Regions from separate parts of the Neogale vison genome. Here region 2 is linked to region 1. The links are chromatin contacts, called in public Hi-C maps. All regions are on one chromosome and are shown on one strand. The core of a region is the stretch at or near the end of the contact, and the rest is flanking DNA. Distances in the headings are between cores, read along the strand shown.

Region 1 (6,139 bases), core at 1,979-4,478:
AGAATATGGCTCAGGATCTAAAGGCAATATAAAATTTTAAACTCCGGAAGTATTTTGGGCAAGTCCTCAAAATAGTAACAGGCTCAATAGGAGATTATCTGAAAGGGGCAATATTAAATAACAAATACTCAACAGATGTTAGTTACTGTGGGCTAGGTTCTGTGCTAAGTGCTTTACATGCACTGTTTTACTAATCTGCACAAAATACTTCCATATGCCATTAAAATTAAAGTATGATTATCAAAATATTATTTTTGGTAATAAATTGCTTCACAAGCAAAAAGGAAAAGAAATATTATCCAAATTATTTTAAAAACTTCCCAATATTATTAAGAATTATTTTAGTCCGTGAATGCCAAGGCCACTTTTAGATTTTTTTTCCTTGATGGTTTAACGAAAGTTATAATAAAATGTGAGTTTTGTTGCCAACCTAAGAAAACCGAATCAAGTTACTTTATTTATATTTCATTTTAATGGCAAAAGAAGCCAGTATCTAATTTGTCCACTGAAAGGAATAACTGATGACAGTGTTAATGTGTTTCAAGTTTCCCTTTTAACCTACAGGATCCTCAAATTCGTTACTTGGCAGATTTTATGACATTGGGTCAGCTGGTAAATATAACTAAATATGACAGCCAATAAATAATTCAAAAATTAGTATAGCCAGTTTATTTTAGTATGAGGATAAGTACAATTTTATATATGACTACTTCAAACCTAGGATTCTAGACTTGGGAAGATGACAGGTTATCAAATATAATTTTAAAATCTTTATTAGTGTAAACAGAGAAACTGTCTTTTAGACACTACTTTAGGATTAAGTCCTGCTTTTGGTCATGTGAGTAGAATACAGGATCTATACCAAAGACTTAGAACTAGTTATCTAGGAAATTCATCTATATCCATCAAGGAAATTCATTCATATCCAGCTACAGACATTTTTGTGTAGTCCACAATATTATATAAAAAAAAAATCTGAATTGGGTCTAAACATTGAGAAATTACAGATTTCACACAAAAAGTCCAGATTTTTGGCTATTCTTGAAATCTCAGAAGAGCTGGCAGCACTATTCATATTCCCAAATGGCATTAGTTAGCAATAAATCACCGTAGCTAAGGAAAGGCTACTCCTGTTATATCAGAAATGAGAATTTCAGTTTGCCAAAGTTCCCACTGAGGCATCTTGATTTACCTGTCCAGCTTCTGAAGCGTGGACATTCATGACTCTTGCTATGTATGCTAATTAAATAGGTGAAGACACACATACTTGCATATTTCCTAACTGACATTCAGTATTTCCAATGCATATAAACACAAGATTTTAAAGTATATTTGAATATTAAGATTTATTTTGTATGAACTTCTTTCTAACAATAAAAGATTTGTGAAAGCATCTTTCAAAATACTCACCCTGATGATCTAATTCATTTAAATAAAAATAAAGCCAGGTTGAACATGAGTATTCTATTCTAGTTACTCTGAGAGTTCCCATGCTTCTATTACAACATTCCCTTTCTGGGGGTCTGGCTAAGTAAAAATTCATGTTAAAATGGGGTCCAAAACTAGTGGTCTACTTTTATGAATTGACCCTACAGTCACATCATTAGACTCTTAACATATCATGTTCAATTACACGAATATTATCCTGACTAATTGTTGCCATATTAATCCTCCTAACACAGCTTTGATTAAACGATCACAATGTAAAGAATCAGATCTAAATACTGAGTGTGACATTCAAGCTACTACTCAATTCCAACTCCACAATACAACCTTATTTCCCTCTAATCTCTTTCATATATCTCACATTGCAGAATGCAGAAATGACTTTTTGGTTTTTGAAAGGGAGGATGTCTCTGAATATATCAGATTCTTCCATTCAAGTCCTCCATTATCTAACTCCTACCATCTTTAAAAACTCAGATTAAATGTTCTCTGATTAAGTGATCCCAAACCCCTTGTTTCTCCTCTTCACAAAGCTTTGAATCTGGATGTACTTTTGTGTAGATTTTAAGAAATAATTACTTTACACCTTTATTGTAGCTATTTCATGTACTTCTACTGTCCCCTACTATATCAAGTCCTTACAGTAGCATGAGTCTAAACTGGAGACTTGCAATCAATATTTCTGGTCTATGAGAATCGTATCTCTTGCTCTCATTTTGTACGATTTGGAAGGTTACTCGCTTGACTGAAGCGGTTACAAAACCTTCAGTTTCGCTAACAAAAGAAAAAATAGTTTAAAAATAAACTCTAAATATTTACTCAAAAGGTCTTTTAAAAAATATTGAAAGGATGTTGGCACTGAATTTATTTCCAAAAACGAATTTGTAGAAACAAGTACACGCGTGTTGTAGAAAACCTTTGTGTTCCAAACTACCTTCGAAGCGTACCAACATAATTTCACGCCCCTTGCTTCCCCTGACATTTTTCATACAACTACGTCTACGCACAAGAAACATGCCACCGATGTTATCATAATTAAACCCGTCCCTCCATTTTCTAACAAGTACCCAAACCACTACACTGCTTAAAATACTAATTTACTCACAGTGGCCATTTCCAGCGGGGACAGCAGACGCAAATTATCTTCCCTTTCGTAAAGTTCTTCCTGAGAACGTACAAAACAAAACAGGCCAGTGTGCGATTAAGCTGTAGTAACACACAACTTGGGGAACGTCCACTATCTTCTACCATTGTTGCTCCACCACGACCAAAGTCCAAGCTCCCCCTAAAATCCAAGAAGGCCAGAATTGGCCTCCAGTCCCTACAGGGCACAGATCCCTGCCCAGAGGAGGCCGTGCAGTACCCAGCCCTCCCGGTTTGGGCCCCCATCCCTCAGCCCCCGCTCCAGCAAGCAACTCGGACCAGATGAGGGCGGGGAACGAGGAGCCGAAGGCTTAGACAGAGTTCCGAGGGTCGAAGCGGGCATTTTAACAGACCGGGGTGGGGGGGGGGGTCTGACCACAGCTCCAAAAAAGGGTTCGAACGGAGCTGACGGTGAGGAAGCGAAAACAGCCTGCAGACGGAGTGACAGGACTAGGGACACCGACAGGGACCCTGTCGGAATAGGGGCAATACCGAATGCCGTGGCACCAAGAAGACGGCGAATCTGGAGGGGCTAAAGCGGGTGGAAACCATCCGTACCAGTCCCGCCGCCGCCTCCAGCCGTCCCAGACCCTCTCACTCTTTGCGCCGTCAAAATGGCGGCGGCGACGGCCGCAGGGGTAGCGTAGACGCTGGCAGTGACCAGGCTGAAGAAGTTGCTCCTGAAAGCGTCGATGGGAAGGATCGTCGAATTAATGATGCGCACGCGCACAATAGGACCATAGAGCCTACCTCCTATTGGATAGCCGCGGGCAAACATGTAGGAGGAGAAAAGGTGAGGTGGGGTGACGTGGAAGGAGGAGGGTTCCTGATCTGGGTTGAGGGCTCCTTCTGTTTCCTTCATTAACTCATGGGTTCATTTGCTAGATTCCTCCACCCCAAGGCTTTCTAACTGCCACCAAGAGATACAATCTTAACTTCTTTATATCATAGTTACTGGTTTTTCCAAGAATCACTGTTTTCGAGCTTAGGACACTTAGGTTTTTCTATTTATGTCCCAGGCCCTTAATAGGCTCAATAGGTATTTATCAAACAATTTATTTAGAAACATATATCATTTTCATTTATAAATTGTTTTTTAATTAACTGAAGTCCATACTTTATTCATACCAATATTTCTGGGTAGGTAATGTTAGGCAAGTTGGTCTGTTTCTGTTTCTTCACCTGTAAAAGGAGAATAATAGTGCTTGCTCCACACACTGTAAAGATCAAACGAATTTATATATAGCTAACACTTAAAGCATACACATGCACACACAGCTCGGAGCTTGGGAGTCACAGAAAGGCTTCTAAGAAAGGACCACTGAGCTGAGTGTTGAAGTTACATACAACTCACTTTTTCATGCCTTGGAAATTTCTCTTTGGTTTACTTGTCCCGGTTATATAAGAGGATTTCTGGTTGAATGATGATTGTAAGCTTTTTGAGATCAGGAAGCATATGCTATTCATCTTTGCCACGATAGAAATCATTTGTCAGGTTCAGGTGGGAGATAAAAGGAGTCAGTGATCAACAGTATGGCAGGAAGCTGTCAGGAGTAACATCATAGCACATATGCTTGTATGTGTTTTGAAAGATGAATGGGTGTTTACCAGAATGCCAAGAAAAGATGTGGAAGGGTGAGGATACTTCCGGCAAAGGGAGCAGTGTGAACAGAGTTGTGGAATCTGAAACACTGTGCACATTTGGGGAGATCTACAGGTAGTCAAGGGAATGGGTTTGGCATGGACAGGGGCCATGATCATAGTCAGTCTTCAGTGCAGTACTAAGATAGATGTAATCTTGGAAGCAACGAGAAGCAACTGGGAAGACTGAAGCAGAGTCATGGCGTTACCAGATTTGTATCTTGGGAAGGTCCTCTGGCTGCCATTTAGAGGATGGATTGGAAGGGTGTGTGAGGATAACTTCTAAATTTTTGACTTAGGATATTTGGTGAATAGAGTTGCTTTTGTTTTATTGGGAATTCAGTAATATTAGTATCTGTGGAATGTATACTATGTGGTTGCACTTGGATAAGGTTTTTCACATTATTTGTTTTAATTCTCATAACGATATAGAAAAAGAGCTATTATCCTCATGTTAAATATGAAGAAGAAATGAAAGAAGAAAGGGGCTAAGTATATTTCTGAAGCTTCCAGGGTTGGACTTAAATCAAGGTCTGTTAGGTTCAAAATAGTGTTCTCTCTCCCGCACATAGTGTCTTCCAGAAGAACGGATGTTCGGAGAATGATGAAGAGTTTGGTTTGGGATAACTTCAGTTGTAAGATGCTTAAGGGACATTCATGTGGAGTTGCCAATAAGTCATTTGAAAATAGGCCTATTGCTCAGGAAAGTGGTTTATATAGGAGACAGAAATTTGAGGGTCCTTGACATATGGGTAATTATTCAAGCCATGGGAACCCCTTATCCTGAAGTTCAACAATAGGCTTTATGAGAAGGGAGTGTCTGTGACACTTCTGAAATGTATCCACATTTTTGTATATTTGTAAATAGATTCATTTTTTTTCCATAGGGAGAGGGTACATAGCTTCTTTTGTAGAGTACAAAAGAAAAAGGGCAAAGTCAGAATACTAGGAGATATTAATTAAAGGGGTAACAGAAGAAAACCTGGCAATGGAAACTGGCAAGTTTCAGTCAGAAAGTAGAAGGAAATCAGGAGACAGGATTCTAGACATCAAGAATTACTGTTATTATTGCTCAACATTATTAGATGTTAAAAATGTTCTTATTGAGGTTCATCTTATTTGATAAATCCAGCAACCGTGACTTTTCCAGAGGAATTTCAGTGCAGTGGGGTGTGGGGAGGTGGAATTTTGATAACTTGGTATTCAGAGGATGAAACAGAAACTTCTTGAGGACAGAGACTTTATCTGTTTGTTCACCTTATTCTAGGACTTTACTGTATTCCTGCTACAGAGAGGTGATCAATAAATGTTTGCTGAATACGAGAAGTTGAATAGATGAAGAAGTGTGGGTCACTAATAACAAGCTACCATTAACAACAGCTGCTTTTTGTTTTTCTGTTTCCAGCCTCCATACCTTCATGACATCCATCTATCTGACAACTGTGCTGGGAGAGTAATGGTGTCTATACTGCATAAGTGAAGAAAATGAGACTCAGGCTAGGTACACTGCTCAATGATGTACAATTACGTGTAGTGGTGAATGGGAGATTAAACGTTGGATTTGTCTGGCTCCGACATCTCCATGCCTTCCACAACAGTAAAACTCAGAAGACAGAGAGGTAAGTAGCTGTCTCTCAGTTTATTTCAGCTTACTCTTATCTATTTTCCTTCTCCCTTCCCCTCTCTCTTGGATTGTTCTTATTCTACAGAGATGAAGGAGGACCATCGAAGAACTGTAAAAATTGATCTATTCACCACATTATGAGATTATCCAGAGGCCAATATGTAATTCTTGGAGGTTTTCTTTCTCATCTGACTTTTATAGCTGCCTGCTTTGATGTTTTTTGGTAAACATATGGCTTCCCTTTTATTCTAGAAACACTAATTCTCAATAACAAAAGATGTATAC
Region 2 (6,139 bases), core at 1,607-4,106, 760 kb after region 1:
GTTAAGTACTGACGCTAATTATTAGTACCGTATCAGCTGTCCTGCACGCCAGGCATAACAAATACCATGGTATGTCTGGGAATTAGAGCGCATTAAGTACCAGGCTACAATTCTGGTAACAGGAACTACTGAAAATAAAAATAAATAAATAACTAAAAACACTTCCATTCTGTCTATCCACACGGTGCCTGTAGTCGCGAGACGGTGCGTGCACACCCCAGTACAAAAACACTGTGAGGTTCTGGTTCTGCTACCCTTGGCCAAGCTTGAGGAAGAGCCTGACTCTCAGGTGGAAACAAATTCAGCGCCTCCCACCGCAACACTACGCGCATCTGGCACTGGCCATGGAGAGGCGCTCGTGCGAGACTTCTCCCTTGCCTTTGTGCAGGGACTGCCTCTGGCGACCCTGTCAGTCTGGTGCCTTCCTTTTGCTCTCTAATCCCGTTGTGTCCCCTCCCCGCCCCGGGGGCTCCAGAAGTTAAAACCCAGGGCTGTCGGAAGCTCGCAGTCCAGAAGCACTTCCACGAGGCCACTCCCAGCTGGGCGCAGGTCCACCTCGGGGGCCTCCCTGCTTGACAGCAACGGCTGCATGTTGGCACTTGCGCGCTCCTCCTCGCTAGTTTCACCCGGGATTTGGCTCGGTCCACCTGCAGCAGCCCGACTCCCTGCTAAGCTCCCAGACCCAAGCGCTGGGGCCTGCACCCGGCTTTCCCCGGTGGCCCCTCCTCCAGAGGCGACAGCCTAGTGTGAAACGGGATTCCTCCCCTCCCCCTCCGATCCTCCGAGCACTGCGGGGTGGGGGGCTGGGGGGCGGGTACCAGCCCGAGATTCCAGGTGGCGCCTCCCGCCCCCACCAAGCCAGGCCCAGGCCAGATCCCTAATAGCCGCGTGCTAGGGACCTCCCCAGGGGTACCCGTCCTTTCTACCACCGCCCACTACGTAGGTGGGTGGGCGCACAGAAAGCGATAACCCGGCCTTGAACCCCGGACCCTTGAAAATAATTCACCACGATGCCAGTAATTCAACTGGACAGAAAGGTCAAAGGCGAAGAGCACTGCCCGCGGCCTTGCAGGCGGGCAGAGGGTGATGAAATAGTCAGGAAAGAACTGCGAGGGCCGGGATGGGGGTGCGGGGTGCGGCGTGATCACTGGGGCTGGCGAGGGGTGTAGGATCTGGGGATCCGCACCGAGACTGCGCGGGCGGCGGGCGGCCGGAGACCAGGGCCGGCGACCGCTCCGCCGGGTCCTGCCCGCGCCACCAGCGCATTCCTGGCTGTAGGCGTCAGGAGCGCCGCGGCTGCCTGTGCTCACGTTGCTCCCCCCGCCCCAAACGCTGAATACACACGTTAACTGCGTCGCTTCGGGGATTCTCCCCCACCTCCCACCACTCCCGCTGCGCTCCCCGCGTCTCCGACAGTCATCAGGTTAGCTCCTGGAGGGGCGCCTGCCGCGAGCCCGGTAGTTCAGAGGCCCGCACGCATTCTCCCCCCACCCCCATCGGGCCACCTTGGCCGCCCATAGGCGACTGGGGAACGACCTCCCCTCCCCCCCGAGCCAGCCGCTCCCCGGCCACCTGGCTACAAGCGGTTCCACCGCGGGGTCACCCGGCGGGCACACAGCGCCCTTCTCTCCCCACTCCCATTCCCCCCTAGCCCTCGTCGTCCCCCACCCCGCCCAGAAGGGACAAAACGTTCACCCAGCAGGGACCGCGGGAATCCCTCGGAAGAGGCCGAGTTAAGCCAGGAGCGCAGAGTGTGCGGCTGGTGCGCGGTTGGGCGCTTGGGAGCGTGCCGCGCGGGGTCCCGAGACCCGCCACGCACCCGGTGCCGCTGGAAACCCGCCCCAAGCGCCACGCGGTCCGAGGACTCTCTTACCCGAAGTGTCCCACAGGCTCAACTCTATTCTTTGTGTGTCGATTTCAAAACTGGCCGTGTAATTCTCAAACACTGTAGGGACATAATTCTGGACAAACAAAATGGGCAGAGACAGGAAAGAGGGCAAAGAGGTTATCTACAGAGCACGACACCGGCATAACACCCTCTGAAAATCGCTTCCTCACTCCCCGATTTAAAAAAAAAAAAAGAAAAAATCCCACCCCCCAGACACGCGGCCCCTTTCTGAAACCCCAGCCTCATCACCCGCACCGCCCTGCTCCCCAAGACGTGAGGATCCAAACCTCCCCACCCGGGTTCCGCACCCAGGACCGAACAAGTTTCAGAGGCTAACAGCGGAATGTGCAGACGCGTCCCCGAAACGTTCCAGCTCACTTTCCCTTTCCCGGCAGTCTCACCAGGGGGAAAGTAGTAAGAAAGACTACTTAGGAAAAGAAAATGGGGTGAAGGGGGCAATGCGAGGAGAAGCCCAACCCCAGACGGGGGGATCCCCGCAGGCGGACCCCTCCCGCGTCCGAGCCCCGGCCGGCCGGCCGCACTCACCTCGGGGAAGCAGTCTTTGGCGAAGACGTGCAGCAGCGCGGTTTTCCCACACTGACTGTCTCCCACTACTACTATCTTGCATTTCACGTTCTGATTAGGATCCATGATAGATTTACTAGATAATTTCTGGCTGGCTCTTCTCTCCTTCATTGATCTTGCCTTATTTTCTCTTGGAACAGGAATTTTCTCTTAAGAGGAAAAATAGATACTTCTCTGTCTATAAAAAACAGATACAAAAAAATACAACCCGAAGCTGGTGGGAACTCTCGAAGCGCCGCGCAGACGGGGGGCTGGAGGAGCAGGCTCGTTACTCCCCTCCAACAAGTTTTACGCCTGACTCCACACCGCGCTTCCCAAGTCCAATTCCGATCCGACTGCTTTGTTTCACGCTCTCCGCAAGGCTTTATACGCCCGGCCTTCCAATCCTCTTTCTCAATGAGAGAAGGAAACCGATCCGCCTCCTCCCCTTTTATGGAGCCTGGGAGCAAGCGCCCTCTCGTTACTCCCTGAAAATGTAAACAGTGCGCCCTCTAGGGGGACCGTGCGGGATCTATTTCCAGACTAAGCCTCGGGACAATTTGAAGACCCCAACCATGCTTTGCTGATGGATGGGACTGTGCCAGTCCAGCAGGAGGTGGGAAATGGAATGTCTGTGCATGGGGATTTTTATTAGGATTCCTTTAAAAACGTTTTAATAGGGGCTGATGTACATAAGCCTCATGAACATTTGTAAAAGCAAAAGCATTTCTCATCCAAGTTAAAACCATCATTAAAAAAACAGCAAGCTCTCTTGGGTTAGGAAGGGTTAAGTGGTTGTATTTTTTTTTTTTTTTAAAGAAAGAAATGGTTTGTATCACGTATATAGGGCATGGAACAATAGCTAAGCCAGGCTATTTCAGATGCGGGAACTGGCTTGTCTAGGTCACAGCAACACACTGGCTTCTGAAACCTGTCAGTTTCAGTCACTCAGGAGGAGGCAGAAAGGTTTTGAAGAGTGGGTAGAAGAGGTGGGAACAGAGAAAAAAGAGAAGCAGGAGATGCTTATAACTCAGTGCAAAAGCCATTGCAAACTCAGCTCTATTGCAGTAGGAGCCCAAACAGGCAAGGCAGCCATTGCCCGGGTTGCAATGAGGAGACCAGGTAGAGGATATCTGATTCTGCCCTGGTTTCCTCTATCTGTAGCCTCCCCTTCCCTAGAATCAAAGATGTATCCAGAAAACACAAATGTACTTAGTTGGAAAGTGCAGGTACAACTCTGCTCCCTCCACCCCTCATTTTTCGCACCCATCCCCCTACCCACCCACCCCCAAAAATCTAAAAGAGGAGCAATAATGGCTAGGCACTTGTTCTCTTTTCTCTATCAGAAGTCCTTCTTTTCTCATCTTTGTCTCCTGTGCTTCAAATGGAAAGGTTTCAGCTATTAAACTGTAGTAAGGACATTGGTCAAAAATATTATAGATACCTCTGTGGAGACTTCTAGGCTCATAAATGAGAAGGTGAGGTAAAAACTCAGAACGTGCAGGGCACCTGAGTGACTCAGTTAATTAAGCATCTGTCTATGGCTCAGATCATGATCCCAGGGTCCTGGGATGGCACCTGGTATTGGGCTCCCTGTTCAGCCAGGAGTCTGCTTCTCACTCTCTCCCTCTGCCCCTCCCACCCCCGCTTGTGCTCTTTCTCACTCTCTCTCCGTCAAATAAATAAACAAAAATTAAAAAAAAAAAAAAAGAAAGAAAGAAGACCCAGAATGTTCAGTATGGGAAATGAAAAGACACTGAAAGGGAGGGTTAAAGGCAGAGATGTTAAGTATTGAATGGTAAGACCATGAAGCCTCATGCATCCAAGGATGGTCTTGTCTCCCATTCAGAGCAGAGAAAAACTGGAGGCTCCCCCACCCCCACGGCAAAGCAAGACCCTGCCTCAGACTCAGTGTGTGGGTGGGTGTTTACACACATGTAGGGCTGAGCCCCAGAGAAAGGGATAGCTGGCCCTAATCAAGTTCCCAAAGCAGAGTTGGCCAAAGTTTTCTCAGCAGAACTTCAGTCCTCCTCACAAAAAACTGTCCTGTGTCCCCATGAATGATGGAGACTCTGCGTCCTTTTCACCCCTTCAAGATGCACCGGTTATAGACACAAAAAAAGTTCAAAGGAAAAGTAGCCTACATAACATAGTTTGACCCGGCATGCCCTATTTAAGCACAGGAAGCTTTTATCCAATTATTTGTTCTTTCATTCGAAGAGCAGTGGGAACAATGGCTGGGGTCAAGATCACCAAGAAGTGGATCTGTGTGACCTTGGACGAGTTCTTCACCCTCTATGAGCCTCAGCTTGATCATCTGTAAAATGGGAATCATAATAGTGATGATGAGGGGGTGCAAGTGAACTTTACAGAATAGTTTGTGGCACAATAAAGCATCTCTGCTCTATTTTATATTTTGCATGTAACTCTTACTTACACTTCTTAGAATTATTGAACATATCTTGGGAAATACTGGCCTCATTAATGGACTCACTAATTGGAACTGGGAAAATAGATCTACCTTTCTCTTCTCTCAGATTTTTAACTTATAAGTTGCCCTTTTCTAGAGATAGGATGTGACATTACACATTACTGAATTGACATCGTCTATGTGGGTAAGCCACTCTAACTAGCCTTAATTATGAATTATTAGTATTTGACTGACAGTGAATAGGTAGATCATTTGTCATATAAACTGGGCACTTTTGAGAGCAAAAAAGGTACTACTAATGATTATGTCAGAACAGCAGTTGTAAACAGGGTTTGTCCCAGGCAAAATGAGAGGTATAATCACTTTACCAATGAATAATCTGAAATCATAGTGGATGACTATTTTTGGAAATCAGGTGACCTGAATCTCCAGGAATCTGCCAGTTGCTGAGTGAAATTTAATGGCTGTGTAATAGAGTAGAAAACCAACCGCCTGAAGTTACCAGTCTCTGAGTCTCATTAGAGCAAGAATCCTTTCCTTTCCTTCTCTGGATCTCTAGTGCTCAGTGTCTCATAGATCGTCAATATTTTTAAAAATTCATTTAGTATTTAGTTCAACAGACATTTATTAAGCACCTACTATATGTCAGGCCCATTTCTAGGAATGGTAGATGTAACAATAAACAAGACAGCTCCGTTTGCTGCTCTCACAGAGTGCATATTTCAAAACAGAGAGAGACAATAAGGAAGTAGGTACATAAATAAGAATGAATGTGCTAAACACTATGGAGAAGAAAACGGGTGGCACGATAAACCATAGTAGGTAGGGATTAGACTCAGTGGCTTGGCAATGCCTCTCTGAGGAGGTTGAATCTTCAATGATGAGCAAATGAGGGCAATGAGAGCAAATCAGCCACGAGAAGCTCTCCTGAAAGGAAAGGAACAGAGAGTGAAAAGGTCCCATGCAGGGAAAGAGTTGGGCAGGTATGAGGAACAGAAGGAGAGCCAGAGGGATTGGGTCCCCCCAAAGGGGAGAGAAGATGGGTAGCAGAGCAGGAGGGAGCAGGCAGGAACTAAATAACTGGGCCTTGGCCATGTGATCATAGAATTTGGATTTTATTATTATTATTTTTTTAATATTTTATTTATTTATTTGATGGAGAGAGAGAGATCATAAGTAGGCAGAGGCAGGCAGAGAGAGAGGAGAGGGGGAAGCAGGCGCCCTACTGAGCAGAGAGCCTGATGCGGGGCTCGATC

What was found. Hi-C and Micro-C count contacts between places; a contact is called where the count stands out from the background.
Region 2: a contact with region 1 is called in a Hi-C map of muscle, with 11 times the contacts expected there. The contact joins the promoter of RND3 here to the promoter of MMADHC in region 1. A contact is called at or near these places in 2 of 3 Hi-C or Micro-C datasets (fibroblasts and muscle).

What each region holds. Positions count from the first base shown.
Region 1 is chr3:48,353,653-48,359,791 of ASM_NN_V1, forward strand. It overlaps MMADHC (cobalamin trafficking protein CblD), which reads right to left and starts at 3,229. Exons shown (of 8, transcript XM_044242051.1): 1 at 3,148-3,229; 2 at 2,552-2,611. The coding sequence starts at 2,560.
Region 2 is chr3:49,118,301-49,124,439 of ASM_NN_V1, forward strand. RND3 (rho-related GTP-binding protein RhoE) reads right to left here and starts at 2,857. Exons shown (of 5, transcript XM_044242052.1): 1 at 2,435-2,857; 2 at 1,874-1,961. The coding sequence starts at 2,584.